2 separate regions of the Mus musculus genome follow, and region 1 is linked to region 2. Evidence: chromatin contacts called from public HiChIP or PLAC-seq data. All regions are on one chromosome and are shown on one strand. The core of a region is the stretch at or near the end of the contact, and the rest is flanking DNA. Distances in the headings are between cores, read along the strand shown. Region 1 holds the start of Ifi204 (interferon activated gene 204). Region 2 holds the start of Dusp23 (dual specificity phosphatase 23).

Evidence for each region. HiChIP or PLAC-seq counts read pairs in DNA pulled down with a chosen protein or histone mark.
Region 1: a FOXA1 HiChIP or PLAC-seq map of pancreatic cancer cells shows a contact between it and region 2. The contact joins the promoter of Ifi204 here to the promoter of Dusp23 in region 2. A contact is called at or near these places in 1 of 39 promoter capture datasets (pre-B cells) and 1 of 115 datasets of contacts at active chromatin or transcription factors (pancreatic cancer cells).

The regions. Positions count from the first base shown.
Region 1 is chr1:173,764,464-173,768,583 of GRCm38.p6, forward strand. Ifi204 (interferon activated gene 204) reads right to left here and starts at 2,456. Exons shown (of 9, transcript NM_008329.2): 1 at 2,348-2,456.
Region 2 is chr1:172,631,722-172,635,839 of GRCm38.p6, forward strand. Dusp23 (dual specificity phosphatase 23) reads right to left here and starts at 1,253. Exons shown (of 2, transcript NM_026725.2): 1 at 895-1,253; 2 at 1-105. The coding sequence starts at 1,161. It overlaps Gm35601 (a long non-coding RNA gene), which reads left to right and starts at 1,259. Exons shown (of 5, transcript XR_001779542.2): 1 at 1,259-1,420.

The DNA of each region.
Region 1 (4,120 bases), core at 1,206-3,705, 1.1 Mb after region 2:
TGAGAACTCAGGTACCATGGTACATGCATGAAAGTCCAGTCCTGTAGAAGTAGAAATAGCAGGATCAGGAGCACATGACTGTTCTCAATTGTGAGAGTCTACTCCAAACATAAATGAAACACACACACACACACACACACACACACACACACACACACACACACACACACACCACGCATGCTAAGTATACATTAAAAGGTCATAAAGTAGAGTCTGCTGTGCAAGCCTTATGGCCTGAGATTAGATCCTTGGAACTTTTGTTTTTGTTCTTGTTTTGTTTTTTTGAGACATGGTTTCTCTGTGTAGTCCCAGCTGTCTTGGAACTCACTCTGTAGACCAGGCTGGCCTAGAACTCAGAAATTCGCCTGCCTCTGCTTCCCAAGTGCTGGGATTAAAGGTGTGCGCCACCACACCCAGCTACCTGGAACTTTTATAAAGAAACAACTCCCCAATGTTGTCCTGTGGTTTCCACATACATATTGCGATTTGTATATAATTTCTCACATCTTCCCCCAAAACACACATCAAGTATTCATTAGCCATTCAAAGCAATGAATTTCTGTCATTTGAAGTTTGATTGAATTTGACTGAAACGGGTGATAAGTATGTTAAGTAAAACATGGCAGGTACAGGAAGAGAAACATCTCATGTTTCATTTATTTACAAAAATAAACTTTGTACAAGAATGAAACGGGATAGTGGTCAGTAGGGATGACAAGAGGCAGCAGCACTGGAAAAATGAAGACGTTCAGTAAAGGACATCAAAACTCAGCACAGGTCTCATCCCAAAATAGGAAATCCTAACACATACAATTATTGATTGTTGAAGACAAGGAAATGTTTGTTACTTGGACTAGACTACTACACATTGTAAGTGCAAATTGGCTTTATAATGTGCCATATAAAAATCTTTAAGCTAGAAAAATTAATAAGTCATTTAAACTAAAAATGTAAAAGTATACAGCATTTAGAAGGCAGGGATTGGCAGAAATCTCTGAATTTGAGGCCATCCTGGACTACATAGTCATTTCTAAGCCAATCAATGCTACATAGTGGGACCTTGTCTAAAAAACAAAAGCAAAATAGATCAAAACAAAAAAAAAGCAAAAAATGATACAATTTTTAAAGTGGTTTAGAAAAATACAATACCTTCGAATTGCTGACAAAATACTATTTGATGGATTTAAACATATTAGAAAAATTTGATGCTGAAAGAGCAATTTAAAGGCACCAAAATTCTCTGCTAATATAGGTAAGGACCATCCAAGAAACATCATAAAGCCTGGAGGTTCACTACTTAACAATGAAAGATTTCAACCCAAGAAAAGTGAAACAATTTTAATTATATAATTACCAAATAATAACAAATTTTAGTTTTACAACATTACTCCCAGGACATTAAATAGTACTATGTAGTAAAATACAAAATTAATTGTAGACATTAAAGAGGGTCATGGCAGTGGGTGTCTATGATTCAAGGCCCCAGAGTCTGAGGGAAAGACAGAAGCTGAGGCAGAGGCAAGAGGACTGTAAGTTTGAGGCTGGCCTCAGCTATGTGCCAAGTTATTGGAAACCAGGCTTGGATAATGAAATTATTCTTTAAACAGAACCATTAACAAGCAATAATATGTATTTAAACAGGTATGATATTGTCTATGACTATGGTTTAAAATTTATGCATATCTCAACTACTAAAATTTAGGCAAAACAGGATAAAAAAATTAGAAAAATTACAGAAGAAATTAGTGACAGTGAACAAGTTTAACTTTCCTCATTAGTATTCACCTCCATCATGGCATGAAGAAGAGAGTATGGCAAATATTGTCTCTAACATCTGATATAGAAGGGAGCTAAGAGGAGAGCTAAACATAAAAATGTCCACAGTCTATTTAAATAACTGTGTTAACAAAAGTGGGACATTTTTCTCTACAGGCTAATGAGAGTTCTCAAGTTTTATATGAATCTCAGTTTTGTATATTCACAAAACTGGAAAGTGTGGTTTTCATTTAACATGATTTTAGTTATCAATATTTTTTGTTTCTGTCTTGTCTTTTACACAGTCCTTCACCACAAACACCTTACTCCCATGTCTTCTCTAGTGAAGATAAATGAAGAACAGTGATAAACACTAACTCATGAAAAGTCATAGGAATAGAGGAGGCATCTTTATTCTGTCATCGGCTGTCTTCCTAGTGAAGCATCGGAAACCAGCTACAGCAGGTTCAAGGCTGTGAGTGCAGCTGGCACCAGCCTTGGTCCTCCACCATTCAACACTGATTTTTTTCTATGGTCTTTTATATTTCACAGATAGATCTGATCACATGTTTAAGAAACAAACAGAACTCACCTTCCTGGATATTTCTGCAGTGATGTACAGATCCTGAGACCTTCACCGGGTCAAGAAGTGGCCTGCTTGGCTTGAGTAGGTAGGCAGCTAAGTCAGTAAATAAGAAACTGAACAGTTGGGTGTAAAGGAAGATGGTAGTGATTACAACACTCTCAGAGTTGTTTCATTTCTTGAACAGCACTGGCTGTCTCTCCCTGTGCTGTCTCCCTTGGGTGAGAAGTGCTGAATCAGCCAGGCCTCCTCCCAGTTTCGTTCATAGCTTTCAATTTCCCTGGCTTTGGAAACATCTTAACTTCCTGTAAACACTGTGGTCACTATGAAAAAAAAAATCACAGCTTAGTCAGGCTCACATTCTTTTCTGATGAATCTCACTAAATAAGAAAGCCCTAACCTTACAACTTTTGTAGCAAACGGATGTACACTGGCCACTAGACACAAAATTCACATACATGGTACAACCAGATCAAGGTGTTAAAACTAGCTGACCAAGGTTCTGCTCTACTTAGATAGGAGTCCTGGACAGCTAAGGTGGAGTTTTTTTTATTGTAGTAAAGTACTCAAGGCCCAGGGAAGAGTCTAATACGCTCAGGGTTTATAAGTATCAAGCCCTTCGGAAGCCAGAGAATTGTGGTTTTGAGGTTTTGCACAGACAGGCTGGTCTCCAGTTGAGCTGAGGTCTGAACTCCAAAGGGTGATAATTCAGCTACATGACACAGTAGGCATTCCCTTATGCTGCTGGAACTCTGGCTCCTACCTAAGTTACCTCCCCCCACAGACCCCACAAGAGAAGCATGGGTAGAAGTCATGTAGGCAATGGCCCAAGCTTCTGACCTTCAGGCTAAACTCCTCCCCAGTTACCTAGCAACAGTAAAGACCATAAAAAGGGCTGTTCAGCCCCTGTTTGCTATCTTACTTGTCTCTTCTCTTACTCCTTTGTTCTCTTAACTCTCACTTCTCTCACTCTTCTCTCCTCTTTCCTTTCTCTTTGTCTTCTCCTCTCCTCTCTCTCTCTTACTCTCTTTCTCTCTAGCCTTCTCTCTCTCTCTCTCTCTCTCTCTCTCTCTCTCTCTCTCTCTCCTTCCCTATTCTCTCTCTCCCTCCTCTCTCTCTCTTTTTCTAGCTTCTCTGTTATACCCCTACATTTCTATAATAAAGCTCTAAAACCATAAAGAGTCTCTGCTCATCAAAATCTGCTACCCTCACTCTCGCAAGTTTTGGGAACCTCTCTTCTGCCATCCTTCCCTCCTATAACCATAGTGGCTTTAGCAAAGTAGCTCAAGGGATCCCAGGTAGGGCTGCCCCTTGGCCACCCCCTGAAGAGTGGGTCAGAGGTTTGAATGCCCACCCAGGGCTGAGTGGAAAGTGTATGGCAGCTCTCCCACACCTGACAGACCAGAGAATAGGTAAAACTCTGGGGGTGTGGGTTTTCTCTTCCCCCTCTTCCCCTGGGCCCCCTTTTTAGTTCCCAACAGCTTGTGGTTCTGGGATTTAACCACCAACTGCCAACAAGGTACTTGGAAGTTTTCATAATGAACTTCTGAAAGCAGCAGATGAAAGACAGTTTCAAACAGACAGTGCCTTTGTGACCCTGGGACCTCGAGAGTGGCTGGTGTCACAGCTGAGGTGTTATAGTTCTTGGCCCTTAAGGATTTGCAGCTGTCTGCAATGCTCCTGGTTGTCAGTCAATAGTACCTCAGTCTTCAGCTCTTCATAGCCTTGCTTGTCTTTATCTCTGACAGCTCTATGTCAGCTGAAGATACTGTCTTGATTTCT
Region 2 (4,118 bases), core at 3-2,502:
CTCAGCAATGGCATCTCCTGCGGCCAAAGCCCGCTCCTTCACCAAGTAGCAGGCTAGCATGGTGCCAGTGCGGCCAAAGCCTAGGGCACAGTGCACTCCAACAGCCTGTGAAGTGGAGACTGATGGAGTAGAGTCCAATGCCCTCCCCAATACTCCCCTGTCCTCACCCCACACATCACAGGCTCTCCAAGAAGTGACATCAAAGCTGTGGGAGGACAGGTGACTAGGAGGCCTCTGGAATGGCTGGTTCCAACTTGGGCTCTCAGCCTACATCGCCTGGCCTCTATCCTGTGCTGTCTTGTATAGTACATCCAGCCACTTGTGGTGCTATTTTTCCTGAAATGTGTCAGTCCAAACTGAGCTGAGGTGCAAAATACTTACCAGGCCCTGAAGATGCGGCATGAAAAAGACTGGACATGCCTCATTAATAATTTGTTTCATATTGATTCTATGTTGAAATAATATTTTTGACTTATTGGATTAGTACAAAATTAACTTCACCTGCTTCTTTTTCATCTTTTTCGTTTTTTGTTTTTGTTTTTTTTTTAAAACGTAGCTGCTAGTAAAATTTAAAATTACAAGTGTGTCTCTATGACATTTGGACCTCTAGTAAAAGGGCTTTGAACTGATTCCGTCTGACATAGGCGCTCCCTGGACTCCTGGAAGGATTTCACTTGACAGTACTCTCTCTCCAGCCTACTTGGCACCACCTCTCCTAGCAGCATAGTTGACTTTAGTCAGGGAGTGGGTCCATCTAGCTCCCACCCCACTTAGCCCTGTCACCCCCGCCCCCAACCCCAGGCTCTCCCACTCTTTTCGGACTCCAGCTCCGGCCCCGCCCACTCATTTCCTTCCAGGCCCCGCCCTCTCGCTCTGGCTCACGAGCGTGCTGACCTCTCCCCGGGCATTGGCCTCGTCCACGATCTTCACAAATTGGTCGATCTGTTCCGGGGACGGCGGGCAAAAGTCAGGGATGCGCATTCGGTGCAGCGTGAGGCCGGGACAGCTGTCACTGTGAGGGGGTCCGCGCTCCGTCAGGGACACCAGGTGCCGCACACCCTGGTCCAGCAGGAACTGGTAGTGCGCGGGCAGCCGGGGCAACGCCAGTCCGGCCAGCCGTCCCGGAAGCACCCAGGAGAAGTTGGGGGGTTGCACGCCCATCGTGGGGGGAGTTTACTCAGGGCGAGGCTGGCCTTTCCTACTCTGCCGGGAGATTGGGTCACCCCCCCTCTGGGGCTGGATTCCGTCCCCGCTCAGCACTTGCCCTAGCGGGCCACGTAGTCTCTTGGACCCTCCCCCGTGACGCTCCTCCCCACCCAGGGTTGGCTGAACAGCGGGGGCGGGGCTAAGACGGCTCCAAGGCAGGCAGAGAAACCCTACAGCCCAACGGACGCGAGCAGGGCACTCGTTGATAGGCTGGGTAATCAACAACAAGCGTGATTATTGCAGCGGGGAGTGAAGGCACTAAGGAAGCCTGGAACCAATTAATTGCTCCTGTAGAGAAAACAGCCCAGGGCTGGGCTCTGCTGCTCCCTGGTGGTGCGTTGGAGCTACTGCATCGTGGGCCAGCCGCCTAACGGCCTGGTCTCTTCATAGTTTTTATACAAGGGGTTTAAATAGTGATAGAAAAATCTACTTCTGCCTGGGCGCGGGTGTGAGTAGGTAATCTCTTCAATGACCAAGCAGTCATGGTTGCTGTCTTCTTGAGTTCTTGAAGTAAGAGGGAACTACTATGTCCCAGACAATAGAAAGTTTTATTTTTCTACTGCCGACAGTAGTTAAAGGATGGGGGGTGGGGAAATATGTGGCACTGGAAATGGTACTCAGGGTAATATAGTAACCACTATCAACAACATAAGGGTTAACAACATTTAAGCTTTTGCTTTGTGTTAGGTACTTGTGCAAATACTTTTTATATATGTTAATTAATCGCCATAAGGTAGGTGATCACAGTAACCCCATTTTAGAGATGAGAAAACTGAGGCACCGAGGAAGCTAAGGAAGATACCATTCTCCAGAATCTCTCTCTCTTTTAAAAAAATGTTTATCTTATGTATATGAGTGCCCTGTAGCTGTCTTTAGACACACCAGAAGAGGGCATCGGATCCCATTACAGCTGGTTGTGAGCCAACTTGTAGTTGCTCAAATTTGAACTCAGGACCTCCGGAAGAGCAGTCAGTACTCTTAACTGCTGAGCCATCTCTCCAGCTCCGAAATCTTGTTTTAAAAATTATTATTATTTTTATTTTATGTACATTGGTGTTTTGCTTGCATGTGTATCTGTGTGAAGGTGTCAGGACTCCCGGAGCTGGAGTTACAGACAGCTGTGAGCTGCCGTGTAGGTGCTGGGGATGGAACCTCTGGAAGAGCAGCCAGTGCTCTTAACTGCTGAGCCATTGTTCTGTCCCCCTCTCCAGAATCTTTTAATGGCACACTTTCCTACAGTCATCCAGGAAATGACAGTGTTACACAGCCATCTTCACATTCTTCCAAACATTTTGTGTTTAAAACCCTGGGTATTTTCTTAACCGGGGGCCTAGGGACATACTGACCTAAGCCCACAAGACCTGGGTATGAAGACATCCTACCCTCCCTTGGTTGCTGGTCATTAGGGTGAAAATCTGGGCCTTGGGAGCCATAACAAGCCAAGATGGGCTACTTGTCTCTTCAATGGGCCAATTAAATAAACCTGCTAGTGAAAGCGGGAGGTGGTTTATTCAGTGTGCTACATTAGTGAGAGAAACAAGGAGGTCCAGTCCCTACCACCCAAGTCTATCTTTAGGGTCCTGGTATGAGGATTAGGCTTAGGTAGAAGGTAAGAGTTATGTATAACTGAGTGTTCCTGGTCAAGGTGTGGTTCTCCATGCCCCCCTTCACCCTAGCCTCTGCTTTCGTCTCTCATACAAGGAGACAAGTTCCCCATCTCTCAAACACCAGGCTCCCAGTCTTTCCCTTCTCCTGCGTGAGGCTCTCGGGGGAAATTCCAGGATCGTGGAGTCCATTGTTTCAGCAACCGGGCAGCGGGAGGGCTGTCCACGGCATCAGCAAAATGGAAGGATTTCTCCTTTCCGAGGTGGATTGCCTGCTCTGGCTCAGTGGGAACGAACCTTGACGGCAGACAGCTGTGTCTGGAAGTAACATTTCCAGGAACTGTCCGTGTGGGCAGATCACTTCTTGGGTTCTCTGCTTTCTCTGTCTACCTTCCACGTGTCAGGGAAGAACTTTCCACGTCTCTCCTCGCCCTTCCGTGCACGTCTCTTATCTCCTTCCTATCCAGCTCCAAGCCTGTCTTCTCCAGTGGGAGGCAGACTCTCTTCTCTAATGAGCCCCTAGGCTGCTCTCAGTGTGTCCTCTCTCCTGTGGGTCTCTGAGGCTGAAAGGTCGTCCATCATCCTCCCTCCTACGCAGGCTTGCCTGTGGAAAGGCCAGTTAGCTCCGAGTGAAGACTTGCTCTCCCTTGTCTGCTCATCCTTCATCTTCTAGAGAGAGAAGGGCTCAGGGTCCATGTCTGAGCTGTGTCCCATTGCAGGTGTCTCCTTTAATTTTCTGTCTCAGCTGAGGGTTTCTGTAAGAAAAGCCACTGCTGGGCTCCTGGCGAGGCTTCCTGCAACCTCGGCAGTCTCTTACACATTATCTACAGGATCTTTCTTGTCTGTTTAGGGCTATCTGGGCCTCAGGAGGGTTTAGGCTCTGTGTACTCTGATCTTCCCACTGTGGAAGTTGCTTTGTTGAGCCAGAGTTTCCTGTTTTTGTTGGAACTAAGACTGATTTGTTGAATCTTTTATTTTTACCAGCGTCTGGACATAGTGTTCAAAAGTGTTAAGTAAATGGACTGAAAAAATAAAGAGAATGCATTGGCAAGACGTACTTCAAGACACTGGGAGTCTCCAGGGTGTCTGTGGATTCTTCAGTTGCATGGGGACTGTGTTGAATATTATGTGTAACTTCTTTTAAAACTTCATTTTTTTACTGTAATTTAATTCACACACTAAAACACGAAACAAATACACACCCCAGTGAATTTTTACATGTGTGTACTCACACACAACCTCCAATTAAAATAGATAAGGAACATTATCCTAGACTGTTTATTTGTTGAATTTATGCTTTTATTTTTC